Linked DNA regions of Macaca mulatta: region 2 is linked to region 1. The links are chromatin contacts, called in public Hi-C maps. All regions are on one chromosome and are shown on one strand. Each heading gives the region's core, a stretch centred on a gene start, on an enhancer-like site or on the middle of the called end of the contact. The rest is flanking DNA. Distances are from core to core; before and after follow the strand shown.

Region 1 (7,938 bases), core at 3,992-6,491:
AAACGGGACATCCTGTCCCCTCCACCAACATTCTTTCCCCACCAAGCAGCCGCGTTTTCTTTTGTGTTCTCACACAATTCAGACTAGGTGGAGTAGCCTGTATGGCATGACTGGAGCGACCCCACTGAGCACAAGTGTTCCCCTTCTCCCTCGCTGACACTGTGGGCTGAGAGAAAGCCCACGTGGCAGCCCCCTGCTTTGGGGTGTTTCTGCCGTGGTCCTTTTAAAGAGTTGTAGTCGGGGCATGGGTTGAAACACCAAGCAAGAGTAAACCACAGGCTTCACACACTTCGCTTTTGGGGAGGCTGGTCAGCTCCGACCTGCCGCAGCTGAGAAAGAACACATAGGGGTCCCTGACAACAGACAACTTTGCCAAGGGCCAGCCTTAGGGCGTAAGAGAAAGAGAAAGGCTGGAGCAGCCACTTCTCTGTGCCCAGCTGTGTAACCGCCTGCCTGACAATGCTTCAGCCACGCAGAGACGGGCCTACCTCCTGTCTGCCCTGTCCTGAGAACGGAGGTATCTCTGACCCAGAGGTCCTAGGACCTCCCACTTCCTAAATGTGTGACCCTAGATAAATCACTTAACCTCTACCCCAACCTCAATTTCATCATCTGTAAAACAAGAATAATCCACCCACCTACCTCTAGGGTTGTTTTCATGCTTAAATGAGACAAAGCCTGTGTCTAAAGGGTTTTCTGATTCGTAAAACACCACATGAATATAAGGATTGTTTTCCTGACTTATCTTAGGATCTTTTGGAAGAGACCTTCAGTAAGAGCCCTTCAGTAAGTTCTTTTAAGTTCAACCTCTACTATGCACAATCCTGGACAAAAGGTCATCTACCCTCTGCTTGAATCCTTTCTATTATGGGAAAATTATTACCTTTCTTTGACTCACTACCACAAAGCCTTATGACCTGAGCTTGCTCTGGTTAGATCATAGCCACCTCACATAAGCTCCAGAGTAAACGGGAAGGGAGAACTTGACTCAGCCAGCAAAAGCAGAAAGATCATCATGTAGATTGGGTTGTTTAGATATTTACAGATATTTGTCAAAAACCTGAAGTCAGTGTCATTCATCTTCCCTTTTGAAGGTTAAGTGTGTTTGTTTTTGTTTCCATGTCCAGAAATACATTAAAATTGGATTAGGGGCAGTGTTCAGAAAAAATCACAGATGCTTAGGGCAGTGTATTCATTGTATGAACATGGAGTAAAATGCTTTGTTCCAAGATTATTTCACTTTGTCCATTTAGAAAGGTCTCCTGTGACTTGCATAAATTTGGAAGAAAGTTTCTTCATTTCTTTATAGACAGGATAGTTTGATGACATTTTAAAATATCAGGGAGACTCCTAACTTAAATCTGTGCTACGAAGGGCCACTGAGGACAGTGACGTGTGCCCCCAAAGCCAAAAACTTTGTACAGCTTTAATTTCAGTACAGAGGTAAATCGGCTTTTGCTTTTGGATTTAAGATTGGGCAAGCATGTGAAATTAAGTATCACTTAGGGGGATTTTTTAGAGGGAAGCTAGGAGATTATGAGTGTTAGGGCTTACAGTTTAAATCTGCAATTAGCATAAATATGCAAAGGTCACCCTAAAGAGATGCATGCCCCTACGATCTGTGAAGGTAGGTGTAAGAAGTAGAGAGAAATGGCAAACAGAGTTTTGCAAACAAATGTGCGGTGGGAATTCAGATTTTCATGTACGTTTTGCATCTGTGGCCTAGAAGAACTCGGATACATGGCCTAGGAGAAATCAAGAGTGAGAAATCACCAGCCCACAGAGAAAATGTCACTGACCTTGAGGCTAACAGAAGTAAATGACAATTGTGGCAGCAGCTGTTGGTCACCAACTCAACAGTGATTATCACCTTTTTCTTTGTTAACAGAAAATGATTTCTGTTCAGGAACTGAGCAGCAGATAGTTCTTGGAATCTGGACCCCATTGAAGTTTCAAGGTGTAAACCTTAATCAGTCTGTGTCCAAAATCACAGTTCTCTTTCCCTTGTTAGTGATCGGTTTAGGATGGGACATGTGCCACAGTTGTCAATGAGAAGTCTGCTGGAGGTACTTCTAGAAGAGTTTTCCTTACTCTCAAAAAAGAAGAAACCACAGAGCCTTTCTGTTTCTCTCATTTGGATGTTGCTGGGAGATAATGTGATGCTTGGAGTTGTTGCAGCCATTTTGCAACCATGAGGGGAGGAGCCTGAGGCAAAGGCAACATGCTTAGGGTAGCAGAATAGGAACATTGACAAATCTAGACTTCTATATTAGGTTGAGATGCTAAACCAGTCAATGCCAGTACTGCCTCCCTACAGACTTAGTACCTAGTCACTCAGAGATGAGACTATGGAACAAGACTTCCTAGGTTCAAATTCCAACTTTACCACTTACCAGCTGTGTGACTTTGGATGTCTCTGTGCCTCATATTTCTGATTTGTATACCTACCCTGTAGTATTCTTTTTAGAATTAAATGAATTGATATGTGGAGAATGCTAGAACCATACCTGATCACTCAAACATTTAAATTTTTTTTTTTATCATTTAAGTCATTTTGTATTGCATCTTCTAGTTTTTGCTTTTGAAAGCATCCTATGTAACACAGCAACTTTCAGTTAACCTTTCTCCTGTCAAAAAGTTAGGAAACTAACAACAAAAAGACAAACCATCCCTTAAACAATGGAGAAAGGACTTGAGTAGGTATTTCTCCAAAGAAGACAGACCATGGCCCACAAACACATGAAAACATGCTCAGCATCATTCACCATTAGGGAAATGCAAATAAAAATGAGGCACCACTGCACACCCATTAGGATGGCAATAATTTTTTTAAAAACAGAAAGCAGAAAATAGCAAGTATTGGTGAGGATGTGGAGAAAGTGGAATTTGTATATTGCTGGTGGGAATGTAACACAGTTCAGCCACTGTGGGAAACAGTTGGTGGCTCCTCAAATGACTCAACACAGCATCACCACAGGACCCTGCAATTCCACTCCTAGGTGTCTGTACTGAAAAGAATTGAAAACAGGGACACAAGTACATGTATACACATGTTCATGGCAGCATGGTGGAAGGTGTGGAAGCAAACCACATGTCCATTGATGGATGAATGGATAAATAAATTATGATATACAAATACAGTGGAATAATATTCAGCCATAATAAATCAGAAAAAAATGATGAGAAATGAGAAAAATATCCCATTTACAAAAACAACCAAAATCATAGAATACTCAGGGTCAAACACAGAAGAAATACAAAATGACCTAAGGACGTGGAAGAAGACTTCAAATGCAGGGAAACATCACGCACCTGAATGAGAAGACTCGGGCCGACAAAATATCAATTGTTTCCAAATCAACCTGTGAATTTAATCCGTCTTTAATTTTTTAACTTGACAAACTGACTTTTAAATTCTACTCAAAGAATACATATGTGAAAGTAACTAAAATAATTTTTTTAAAAGGAGCCAGGTGTGGTGGTTATGAGTCTGTATTTCTAGCTACTCTGGAGGCTGAGCTGAGACAGAAGGATTGCTTGAGCCCAGAAGTTTAAGACCAGCCTGGACAACATAGCGAGACCCCATTTAAAAAATTAAAGGGGATAGGTCTTACTAGATAGTAAGATATATTCCAAAATTACTCTAATTTGGGAATTTTATACCAACATAGGAATGAGAAAATTGATTACTAAACCAGAAATCAGAATTTATCATATACTGATTGGTATTTGCAATTGGTAGGAAAAGGAAAGATTAATTAAATAGTCTGGGAACAACTGGCTTAAAACTATTGTACTAAAATAAATTCCACATGGATTAAATACAAAAATAAAACTAAAATAGAACTCAAAGAAAATGTAAGTAAATATTTTCCTATTTACCAGAACTCATCCACATGGCTCAACTCAACCGCAGGGGAGGCTTGAAAACGTGTGTGGCTCTTTGGGAAGCACTCACTGTTACTGTCATAGACACCTAACCTATTTCTAGGGATGAGGGAAAGGATGAAACAAAGGATTGAAACCTAAGGGCTTTCTGCCTATCCTTATGTTTATCAAAAAATTCCAATACCCAAAATACACCATCCCAGAATTATAATTGGTTGCACAGGCAAAGCTTCTATTTCTCATTTGATGATCCTAGTGTATCTTTATAAGGAGCACATCATTAGCTGATATTCTAGCTGCATATTGGAATTACATCTGTTCTCATTCTCTTGTTAATAATGTTAATAACGAAGCTTGGCTAATAAATTGCAAGGGCTAACTTTGGAGTGAGTGGTTCAAAATTCCTTGTTAGTGAGGAAAACAAAAGAAGAAATGTGTTTTAAGAATAGATCCACCATAATAACATGCTGATGGTCAAAACTGATCAGGTAGTCTGGATGAAACCTCACACCTTCTTACACTTTGCAAAAGAAATAGCAGGAAAGGAGGGGCAATTCTGGGCTCCTGTTCAGCCCTGGAGAGGAAGCAGGTACAATGGTACTGGCAGTGCGGTCATTCCTGCTGTGCCCAGCCAATTTGTTTGAACTTGAAACAGAAGTGTTAACCTCATGGCATGCAAGTCCATCCATCCTCTGCTTTTGCCCTCCTTGGGGGCTTTCAGCGGCGCTTGCTGGGGGGAAAAAAAGGTGCCTGTTTTATTCGCAATTGTACAGAGCAGCTGATCAGTGTCTGCACGACTTCTTGAACAAAGAATGTATTTCAAACCTTCTTATTGCTTGCTTACTTCATTTAACATTTAACAGATGTCAGTTGTGACACACACACACACACACTTTCTCCCTAGGCAATGAATTAAGGCAAATTTCATTTTATGCCTGGCACGAAAGCCATGCTACATTGTATATTGGAAGACTTTTTTTTTTTTTTTTTTTTTTTTTTAAGAGAGAAAGAGGGGAAAAACCATTCTGCCTTAAAACCCCTAATAATGCAAGAAAACCAATTTCCGTAAAGGCATTGTCCTGGAAAGCTTTGTTGGTTTATGGTGCCACCTAATGGGGATGTGTCAGATTACATAAGGGCTATTGCATCAGGTCGCACACCCTGTCATAGTGAACACACTGGTGGTGTGTGGCTGGGAATGCAATTTATGCGGATGCCTTGCTGGATCTTCACGTTCTGTGTCTACTTCTAGTTATTTAACCTTGGGCAAGTCCCTCCATGCCTCTGAACTCAAGGATCCTCACCTAAAGGAGGGTTCTGGATGCCTTCTTTGTGAGATTGTTGACAGGACTAAGAAAAGGTGTACCTGGCTGGGCGAGGTGGCTCATGCCTGCAATCCCAACACTTTGGGAGGCTGAGGCAGGAGGATCACTTGAGGCTAGAAGTTTGAGACCAGCCTGGGCAAGATGGCAAGACCCCATTTCTACAAAACAAAAATAAAAATAAGTAGCTGGGTGTGGTGTGTGAGCGTGTATCATACTCCATACCTGGGTAACAGAGAGACTCTGTCAAGAAAGAGAGAGAGAAAGAGAAGAAAGAAGGAAAGAAAGAGCAAGAAATAAAGAAAGAAGAAATAAAAAGAAAAAAGAAAGAGAAAAAAGCAAGAAAAAGAAGGAAGAGAGAGAAGGAAAGAGAGGGATGGAGGAAGGAAAAGGAAGGAAGCAAGGAAAGAAAGGAAGAAAAAGGAAAGGGAAGGAGGAAGGAGGGAAAAAGAAAGAGAAAAAGAAAGAGAAAGAAGAAAGAGAAAAAGAAATAAAGAAAAGAAAAAGAAAAGAAGGAAGGAAGGAAGGAAAGAAGGAAGGAAAGGTATATTTGAAATGGAGACATGGCCCAAGGCTCTTAAACTCAGGGTTCTGTCAGTCATGACGTAATAAAATCATGAGGCCCTACATATTTTCTTTTTCTCCTTTTGGTATAAGCTTGAGTTTAAGAGGTATGTTTTTCGACACCAGTAAAACTTCCAGCACTAGGATGGAAATAAACTGCAGTCGACGGCTGCCCTCAAGGTTGGAGAGGAGATAGGAAACTGGGGCTGCGTTGAACTGGACAACACTTGTCTGGTCTCAGGTGGACAACTGCTGTCAGCCTAGAATGGCCAGGAGGTGTGGCAAGATTTTCCTGTTTGCCTAAAGAAACCAACCACTTGGGATCTCCTGCTTGTAAATGTTGGCCCAATTTTTTGAACTCTACAGGGGCTAAAGAAATCATCCCCGAGGACTGAGTTCAGCTTGTGGCTCTCCAGCTTGCGCTCTCTGCTGTTCATTGCTATAGTCTTGCAAGAAGGTGGGTGCTAGGTATGGAGCCTACTCTATTTAGGGTACTCTATCTGTGGGGAAGGGGGCTCAATGCTCCATGTCTGCGGGGAGGGTAGTAGGAATCTAGTGACAGAATCAGGAGTGGGAACCTGAATCACTATGTTACTGGCCTGAGGCCAGAGGCTCAGCCTGGTAGAGGCCTAGGTAAGGCCTTCCCTGGTTGTCAGTTCTCCTTCCTTGCCACCATGTCTTTCTCTCCTCTTCCTTGGGACGGCTCTCCCTGAAGCCTCCAGGCTTCTCTGATGAGATCCCCTCAAGAGCTAAACAGTTACTGGAGACCACTGAGAAGAGTGCCAGACTGAGAGTCAGACTTGCTGTGTGGCCTTGAGGGGGAACCTCCACCTCTCTGAGTCTTTGTTTCCTCGTTTGTAAAGTGGAGGAAGAGAAAAGCCTTTCCCAGCTTCTCACGATGGCACCCGGGTACAGATCATAGAGATGATGCATGAGGCATGCTTTGTGAACTTGAAAGTGCTGAGCAGTACTTGGTTATTTTAAAGCAATGACATCTACTTTGAATAATTCTTAAATCCTGGTACAGAATTAAGAAATGATCATCTATTCATTTAGTCAACTATTTATTCAAGAAATATGTACTAAGCCTCCATTATGTGCCAGGCACTTCTAAGCAATGACTAAAACAGACATGGATTGCCTGTCATGGAATGTCAATTCTACAGTAGGAGGCAGAGAATAGGGAATAAAGGAGGGAAAGAGGGAAGGAGGGAAGGAAGAAGGGAAAGAAGGAAGTAAGAAGGAAAGGAAGGGAAGGAGGAAGGACAGAAGGAATGAGGGAGCGAGGGAGGAAAGGAAGAAAGGAGGGGAGAAGGGGAGGAGGGAGGGAGGGAAAGAAAGAAGGCGGCTTGAAATTGGCCATGATGAGTATTTATACCATTAACATTGAAAAACTCAGTAAATAAGGGTCCTTCCTGCAGGCTGACTTTTAAATATTTGCCATCAACTACTGAAGCCAGAGATTAGAGTGAGGAGCCACAGGAGGATTCTGAGTGCAGGAGAAACACAATTTGCTATCAATTTTACCCATTTTTCAAAGTTTCCTCTTCATCATGTGGAGAATAGGCTGCAGCCAGGCACAGCAGCAGTGGGAGTATCAGCCGAGAAGGCTGTGAAATAACCCAAGCATGAGATGGAAGGTTGGGGTAGCAGTGAAGTAGCCAAACATGGATGGCTGGGATATGATGGGGGGCAAGGCTGACAGCATTCATTTGTGGACTGGCTGTGGGGTAAAGATAGAGACACAGCTGGTGAATCGTACAGACATACTCTCTGTTCATGAGGAGCTTACAGTTTAGTGGGAGAAACAAAGCAGGCAGCCAGCTAGGACTCCCACAGATATTTAGTTATACTGGCTCTCAATGACATATAACACAGGGAAACCTAGCCAAGTTTGGAAATGATATTTAAGCTTTGTTAAGGTGAGGTATGGTACAATCACACTCCCATGGAAAGATGTACATATTTCCTCCACAACTGATTTGGTTCTACAAACACCCAAGGCCCCAAATATGTAATTCGCTAGTAATGGACTGTGGTGAGAGGAATCAGGAACGTGTAAGCTTTCACAAGTTGCCTACCCACCCAACTTCTGGGTTTTTCCTGTTCCATCAGGATCTTCTGTGAGCTGCTGGGGTAATGGGGCAAAGGGTGGAGATGCAAA
Region 2 (7,938 bases), core at 3,845-6,344, 250 kb before region 1:
GGGTATGGAAACACAGTTGAGTTTTGTGGCTGTAGAAGGCCCACCCAGATGCAGCAAGGTTCAGTTAGGAGAGAAAGCATGCAAAGAATCACACAGACAAACCATGTTTGTAGGAACTAATATGTCCTGTAGTAGCTGAAGAGAGCTTTTGTGTTGTGAAAACCAGCTAGCTTAGGATGCTCTCTGGCCCGTCCCCCAATATGGGACCCTCTTACAAACAGTCCAAAAAAAAGCTCAGTTCATTTCAATCCCACAAAAGAAATCAAAGAAGACATGAGTAAATAGAGAGATGTACTGTGTTCATAGATTGGAAAACTCAACATAGTAAAGAAGTCAGTTCTCCTTAAATTGATTTATAGATTTAACATAACACTAATCAGAATCTCAACAGGATTTTTTATAGATATGGACAAAGTGATTTTAAAATTTGTATGGAATGAAAAAGGAGCTAGGATAGCTAAAACGATTTTGAAAAAGAAGAATAAAGTGAGAAGAATCACATTAATCAAATAAGGCTAAGATAAAGCTATAGCATTCAAACAGTATGGTATTGGTGAAAGGAGAGACACATCAAATAATGTAACAAAATAAAGAGTTCAGAAATAGACTGACATATATGGTCACTTAATTTTTGACAAAGGTGCTAGATTCAGTGGAAAAATTGAATGGCAAAAGGATAACCTTTTCAACAAATAGTTCAGGAACAATTTTGCATCTAGATGCAAAAAACAACCTTCATCCTAAACGTAAACCTCATGCTTTATATTCAGAATTAACTCAAAATGGGTTGTAGATCTAAATGTAAACATGGTACTATAAAAGTTCTGGAAGAAAACAGGAGATATTTGGAACTTGAGAGTAGATAAAATTCTTAAGCACAATACCAAAAGCAAGATCCATCAAAGAAAAGATTGATGATAGGACATGGACAAAATTAAAACTTTTTCTACAAAAGGCATTTAACACAATTTAAAACCAAGCTACAGACTGGGAGAAAATATTTACAAATCAGATATCTAACAAAGGACTTGAATTTAGAATATATAAAGAAATCTCAAAAGTCAACAAAAAGAAAACAAGCAACATGATTTTTTTAAATGGACAAAGGATTGAATAGACATTTCACTAAAAAAGGATATGAGGATGGCAAATAAGCAATGAAAGGTATTCAAACATCATTAACCCTGAGGGAAATGTAAATTAAAACTATATGTGGTGGGATACCACTACAGATCTAGTCCAGTGTCTAAAATTAAAAATATTGACAATACCAAGTACTTGCAAGGATGTGGAGCAACTGGAACTCTCATATATTGCTGATATTGCTAGTGGGAATGCAAAATAGTGCAGCCAATCTGGAAAACATTTTAAGTTTTGTATAAAGTTAAACATACACTTAACATATGATCCAGCATTACAACTTCTGAGTGTCTTAGAGAAATGAAGGCTATGTTTATATAAAAGCATAACATGAATATTTATAGCAGTTCTACTCATAATTATTTAAAACTTTTAGAAACAACCCAAATGTCCCTCAGCAGGTGAATGGATAACCTGTGATATATTCATACAAGAGATGAATTATTGATGCACACAACAATGTGGGCGAATCTCAGAGGCATTCTGTTGAATGCAAGGAGGCAGTCCCAAAAGGTTACATACTGTAAAATCCCATTTTTATCACATTCTGGAAGACATAGATATAATGATGGGAAACAAATCAATGGTTGACTGGGGTTGAGATGACTGTAAAAGTAGGATCTATAGCACAGGGGAATAATTTTCAGGGGGTGATGGAACTAGTATATGTTTTGATTTTGATGGTTGTTACCCAGATCTATATGTGTGTTAAAATTTATAGAACCGTATACCAAAAGAAAAAGATTTCTGTTAAGGAAATTTTAAAAATAATTTTTAAAAAATGTGCAGGAGCAACACAATATATTCTTGTGGTTTACACATCAAGTTATGTCTGTCCAGGATAACCCCCAGATGCCTGTGTAGGCATTTCCATTGTAAATGTATCCTGTCACATTTTTACCCTGCAACCTTCTGAGTCTCTGTCAGTGTGGCCTCAGCTGCCTCATTCCTTTTTGGATTCTCTGTGGATTTTCCATTCATTACTGGCTCTAGGCTGCTCCTAGAGGTGCTAAAATATGCTGCTGGGGTGAGAGCAACGAGGTGTCCACATGCCCCTTGCTCAGAGTTGAAATAAGCATAGCCATCCCAGCTCCTAGTGCCATGAACATCTCCCCATCCTCCCTGTTATCCTTAGCTTCTCAGGCAACCTGGCCTGGTCCCGGTCCACAGCTTCCTGCTTGGTTTCATGCCTCATTGGAATTTCAGTGAAGGAACTTATTCTTACAGGCTGTGGAAAATCTCACAGTGATATTGCTTGAATGCACATCCTAATTCTAGTGCCTGCTCTACTCTACCCAGTGGGAGTTGCAGACAGCCTTTATGAAGTCAGATTTTTCTTGGAACTGTTTTCAGGTGGCTATTTTCCTCCTGAGGATTTGTCTTATTAAGCCATTATAGTGGACAATGGAGGCGCGTGAGTGTCTGGGTGGCAGCAGGCTGCACCGTTGAGACATGGAATGAAGTGCCATAAACGTCTTCCTTTATTTTATCTGCTTTGGCTGAAGCTCTTGGCAGAGTAAAGGGTTCTAGACAGCTATTGTGTGCTTAGCTCCAGTTGCTGTGGAAAGGCTGTTTATTTCACAAGTAGAAAATCTATACCAAAATTAGATACATTGCTGTGTAATTGAAGGTAATGTCCTTTTACTCACGTACATATTACAGTGTACAGTACTTTGAGTCTTGTGTTCATGTTACTCTTGCAGTTTTTATTAATCAACAAAAAGACAAAGGTGGCTTTTAATTCTTCCCAGGTGCTACCAAATCAGAAGAAAGACCTCCCGAAGATTATTTTGTGTCAAGATAAGACAGGCTTCTTGAGTATTATCTTCCCCTGGGGCACATTTTCTTGCCAACTTTAGAGTTGAAAATACTCTGGTTTCTAAAAACAGTAACCTAGAGGCTTTCTTTGTTGTCATTACTAAGCATGCCAGAGATGGCCATTGGAGAAAATTACTTCAGTCTCTTTCACTCTGATTCTTATAGATAAAGAGAGAACTGCACAGGCAAGCAAGAGAGGGAGGGAAGGAGGATATAGGAGATGAAATTCATTGTCATCATTAGGCAGAGCTTCTTGTATCTTAAATTCTATTTTTGAGACTTGAAAGAATATTTTAAAGCACTTTGGTAGCCACTGTGGCAATTCCGAGATTTTAGTTATTCCTAACTGAATGTTCCCTTGCTGCTAATTTCTTTTGTCAAAAATGAAAACCCACTTATCACCATTCATGTAAAAATCTCCCACATATTTAAAATAGTTAAGTTCAGACATTTTTCCCCGAGAGAAAGGGTATCCATTCATTTAACAATTCTTTACCAAAAAAGACATGTTTTTGTGAATTCAAATAATTTTCATCTTTCTTAGATATTCTCTAAATTTAACTCATCTTTAACTTGCAGAGCCCAAATGAAATTCATGTCCAGAAGTACTTACTGCTCACCTGACATGCAAGGTGCCAAGGTGTGAATGCTAAGGGTCTGGTTCTCAAAAAGCATGTGATATGTTATTACTTCTTAGGAGGGCATTCATTTAGTTGATTTATGCCAGGAACGTGTAATGGGAGAAACCTACGCTCTTAATGTAAGTTTCTTGATTCCTGGAATCTGTTTTTTAGTGACAGAGAAGCAGGAAGCTGGTATCGCCAGCACTTTTTCTTTTGTGACAGCTGCAACGACCAAAATTCCTTCTTAGAGCTGGATACTAGCGAGTTCCCCCTACTGTGAGTCAGTCCATGTTCAGACCAACCCTGTGAGATGGGCAGTGCAGGTGCTGGCACCCATTTTCCAGGAGTGGCAGCAGAGGCTTAGAATTTAAGGGACTTGCTGGATTTCATAGGGGCCATGATTAAAATTCAGTCTTGACTCCTAGATCAGTGGTTTTTTTCCAAACAAGGGGTTATCAACTCTGTTAGATCCAATACCCCTTTCTAGAACTGTCCTGAAATGAAAATCATAGTTAATGTAATGTACCCATAGTTTTTTTTTAATAACATAATTCTCTAACTGTAATACAAAGGAGAAATAAACGAAAGTGATCCATAATCAAAGAATATGTATTTTAAAATACAAGTGGTTAGGCAGATCTAACTTGAAGACAGAATGAAGTAATCAGATGCCATTCCTAAACATAGAATCACCATGAATACACTGTCTACAGATGCAGATGATAAAGATGTGTTGTGTGGGTGACACATGTCACTAACTGGAATGTGGTTTTCCAGAACAGGGAAATGCTTGGTCAAGTTCTGAACACAACAAAGTGCAGTCTACATTGTGGCTACTGAGTTTATTTGTAAAATGAGCTAGGGTCTAGTCTCAGATCATTATAAACCAGTTTTCACCTATAAGAACATCTTTTGGGCCATTCACAAGTCATTGTGCAGGACAGTCTTGTGCATTGTAGATAATGGTGTGCTGGCAAACCAGCTATCTGAATTTATCTGAGTTGTGTCGTTTGCTGATTTCTGTGCTGTAAGTACTCCTACAATGGCTGATTTCAAACTACCAGTAGAAACTTTCTTAGAAAATTCCTGTAGAATTGACCACCAGCTTAGTAGGAGCCAGCTCTGGGAAACCATGAATTTTGTAGGATCTCTAGCGTCTCTGGCCCTGCCCTCTAAATGCCAGTTGGATTCCCCAAATCATTGTGACAATAAAAAATGTCATCACAACTTTCCCAAATACGTTCATCAGAAGCAGTAGCATCCCCACTGAGAAAACCAGTGTATTCAACTCTGATGGTATTTCAGGCATAAGTGACCTCACCAAATAGTAGGTGCTTTTATCTAGATAGGTCTATGTGATACTCCCTGGTACGAAGCCTCTGGCTGCCTGTTCTTGTTTCTCTAGGGAGAAGGGAACAGCACTGAACAGTATTGCAGGGCTGGTCTAAGCCTGTAGAGCTGGTCTGGCTTTGCCTTACTGAGGATCAAGAGGGAGCACCAGTACTTACACTTTTCAGCCTTGATGAACCCAGGGTAGGCAGTCTAGTGACATTTGCCACATCCTGTTTCTCAGCTTTGGTTAGAACATAGAAACACAACTCAGATGAAGGAGACCCGTGCTTCAGAGCTGTCCCCTGCCTTTGAGTCCATTGCCTCTTTCCTCAATCCAGTTCCTCGCCTAAGAGGTTAACAAATGGTAAAATCACTGAAGCGCATCTCCTTTTCTCAGTATTGGAATGGCTGTTCATTATGGATTATGAAGGTGGATTAGCCTATGGCCTATAAAATGAGCAAGTGGAATTAATTCACAGGGCCTCGGGAAAATTGGGAGCAAGCTATAAAAATAGTCCTAAACACTGATAATACGGGAGATAGACCCAGTTTTATTAAAGTAGAACCTTTGGTTTAAGACCTGTGCTACAAAAGACTAAAAGATCTTTTCTTTCCTGCCTTAGTGTACACTTGACTCAGAAGTGGCTGTGAGAGTGGGTGGAGAGTTCTTCTTTGACCCTCAGCCTGCGGATGCCTCTAGAAACCTCGTGTTGATTGCAGGAGGAGTCGGAATTAACCCTCTGCTTTCCATCCTGCGGCACGCAGCAGATCTCCTCAGAGAGCGGGCAAACAAAAGAAGTGGATATGAGATAGGAACAATAAAACTATTCTACAGTGCAAAAAATACCAGCGAACTCCTGTTTAAGGTAAAGGAGATATAGCTTGTGTAAGCAAACTTGTGTAGTGGTATTAATAAGTTTTTTCTCTAGGTTCTGTTTTCTCTGCAAAGGTTCAAACAAAAGGCTTGGCAAGGTTTAATCATGCTCAAATGAGAACTAACCAACACACCTTACCCAAGACAAGTGAAACTGCTAATGTTGAGCGGGCCACCAGTTAAGTGACAGGAAAGGGTAGGTTTTGGTGGGATGGAATCTGGAGGTTAGATGAACAGAAAAGTCACAAGGGTCCTGAGATTCCAGTCAAGAGACCTACAGTGTACTGGTGTATCACAGGGGTAGGTAAGACTTAGGCAGTTTGGTCCCAGCTGGGTAAATGAAACCCCCGTCAGTTGCATCTGTTTAAACTAAGTGCATTTGATGAAGAAAGCTTTCACTGGGGATTGCTTTGCAGCTGCAGGAATGAACAAAAGAACAGAAACAGTTAAAGACACAACTGTGGTCAGTGAAACTGCTGCTTAATTGCCAATGCTTGAGAAAAAGGAAAAAGAAAAAACTCCCGGAGAGTTGGTAATATGCTTGTTAGCATATTCAGATTTCAATTAAAGCCAAATAGCCCTCTGTAGTCTGAATGCTGTGGCCTGCTAGGCTGCAAACAATGTCTCTCTAAGTAGAGAGCAAGAGCAGCAGACGTGTGCAGAATGGGAGTCGAGGTTCAGCCTCAGTGGTTGTGCACATCTGTTTTGATTTTTAAAAATTGTAGTGTGACCAAATATGTTTGACATTCCAGAAAAATATCCTTGATTTAGTAAATGAATTTCCTGAGAAGATTGCATGCAGTTTGCATGTTACAAAACAGACTACACAAATCAGTGCAGAACTCAAGCCGTACATCACGGGTGAGTCCCCTAAAGATATTTTGACTATCTCCATGCAGTTATTTGATGGACACACCAGTTGGTTGAGCGTAGATACTTTATTGTTGGAAGTTGCTGGCTGGGAATGTCACTATCTGGGGAATTGGGGTGACTCCTCCTGGAAAAATAGATATTTAGTTGGATTTACTCATTATATACAGGTTTCCTATTGCCTATGTTAAAAGTGTACTTTTCACACTTTTTAAGAGGCCTTTGCATCATCACTGTAGTATACTTACAAATAATTTATATTCCAGATTTGGCTGAATTGATTCCATTTGCCATTAATGGTCATTTAAACAACTTATAATTTCCTCTGAAAGGATTTTTATAAAAACAGTTACTTCCTTTGCTGAAGGCAGTTTGTATCTCCATCAAAGGCCACCAGTAAGCTAGCTGGCCCTTTCTGCAGAGTGCATTACGATGAGCGTCCCACTTTGCTTGCTTAGGTTTAGGAAGCCTGGAGATGCACTCTGCTTAGGTCTGGCCCCAGAGGCCAACAGGAGCCGTCCTGTGAATGTCTTAAGAAGACTAGACTCACTGAGCTTGCACATAAACACTGTAGCTGAATTGTGGTTAGTCCTTCCTCATTTGCTGATACAACCATGTCTGGCTTAATTTGGTGTTTATTCTGGTTTTTGGTAGAAGGAAGAATAACGGAGAAGGAGATAAGAGATCATATTTCAAAAGAGACTTTGTTCTATATTTGTGGCCCACCTCCAATGACAGACTTTTTCTCCAAGCAACTGGAAAACCACCATGTATCCAAAGAACACATTTGCTTTGAGAAGTGGTGGTAGGAGGCAGACACAGAAAAGATAAAGAGGTGAGATCTACTCAGGAGATCTCCTGTCCTTTGTGGCATGATTAATTTTTTTTTATCTCTACTTGAGTTGTCTTATTTTTTAAGGCTGTAAACGTATTGACCAGCTGGATAAAAGCCAGCTGGCAGACTTAAATGATAAACTTTTTGCAAAGACCTCAGTGATCAAACTGTTTTTTACTACACTGATTTTCTTTTATTAACAATGATTTAATTGTCTCATGATGTACCATGATTGGTCAATATAGATTTTTCTTTTGTCTTTAGGCAAAAAAAAAAAATACATACTTATGTCTAATCATAGGAACATGTGATTTTGAGTGTAAAATGTGGGCTAGCTTTAAATTATTTGACAGCCATCTATATATCTTATGTTTAATAAAATTATAATTTAAGTACAATCTTAATTATTTTACTTTGAAAATTCTTTTTAATGCCTTTGTTTACTG

The links. Hi-C and Micro-C count contacts between places; a contact is called where the count stands out from the background.
Region 2: a contact with region 1 is called in a Hi-C map of CD4 T cells, with 5 times the contacts expected there. The contact joins two enhancer-like sites. A contact is called at or near these places in 9 of 14 Hi-C or Micro-C datasets (CD4 T cells, blood, cortical neurons and 5 more).

What each region holds. Positions count from the first base shown.
Region 1 is chr2:31,946,149-31,954,086 of T2T-MMU8v2.0, reverse strand. No RefSeq gene overlaps it. Among named protein-coding and RNA genes, the nearest start is that of RFTN1, 33 kb to the left of the region's middle. Within about 2 kb of position 5,241, at least 7 of the 40 cell types and tissues checked have an H3K27ac peak or open chromatin away from gene starts, as enhancers often do. A contact at or near this core is called in CD4 T cells, where this site is marked.
Region 2 is chr2:32,199,182-32,207,119 of T2T-MMU8v2.0, reverse strand. It overlaps OXNAD1 (oxidoreductase NAD binding domain containing 1), which reads left to right. Exons shown (of 9, transcript NM_001265832.1): 7 at 5,537-5,779; 8 at 6,540-6,648; 9 at 7,312-7,544. The coding sequence ends at 7,466. Among named protein-coding and RNA genes, the nearest start is that of OXNAD1, 38 kb to the left of the region's middle. Within about 2 kb of position 5,094, at least 5 of the 40 cell types and tissues checked have an H3K27ac peak or open chromatin away from gene starts, as enhancers often do. A contact at or near this core is called in CD4 T cells, where this site is marked.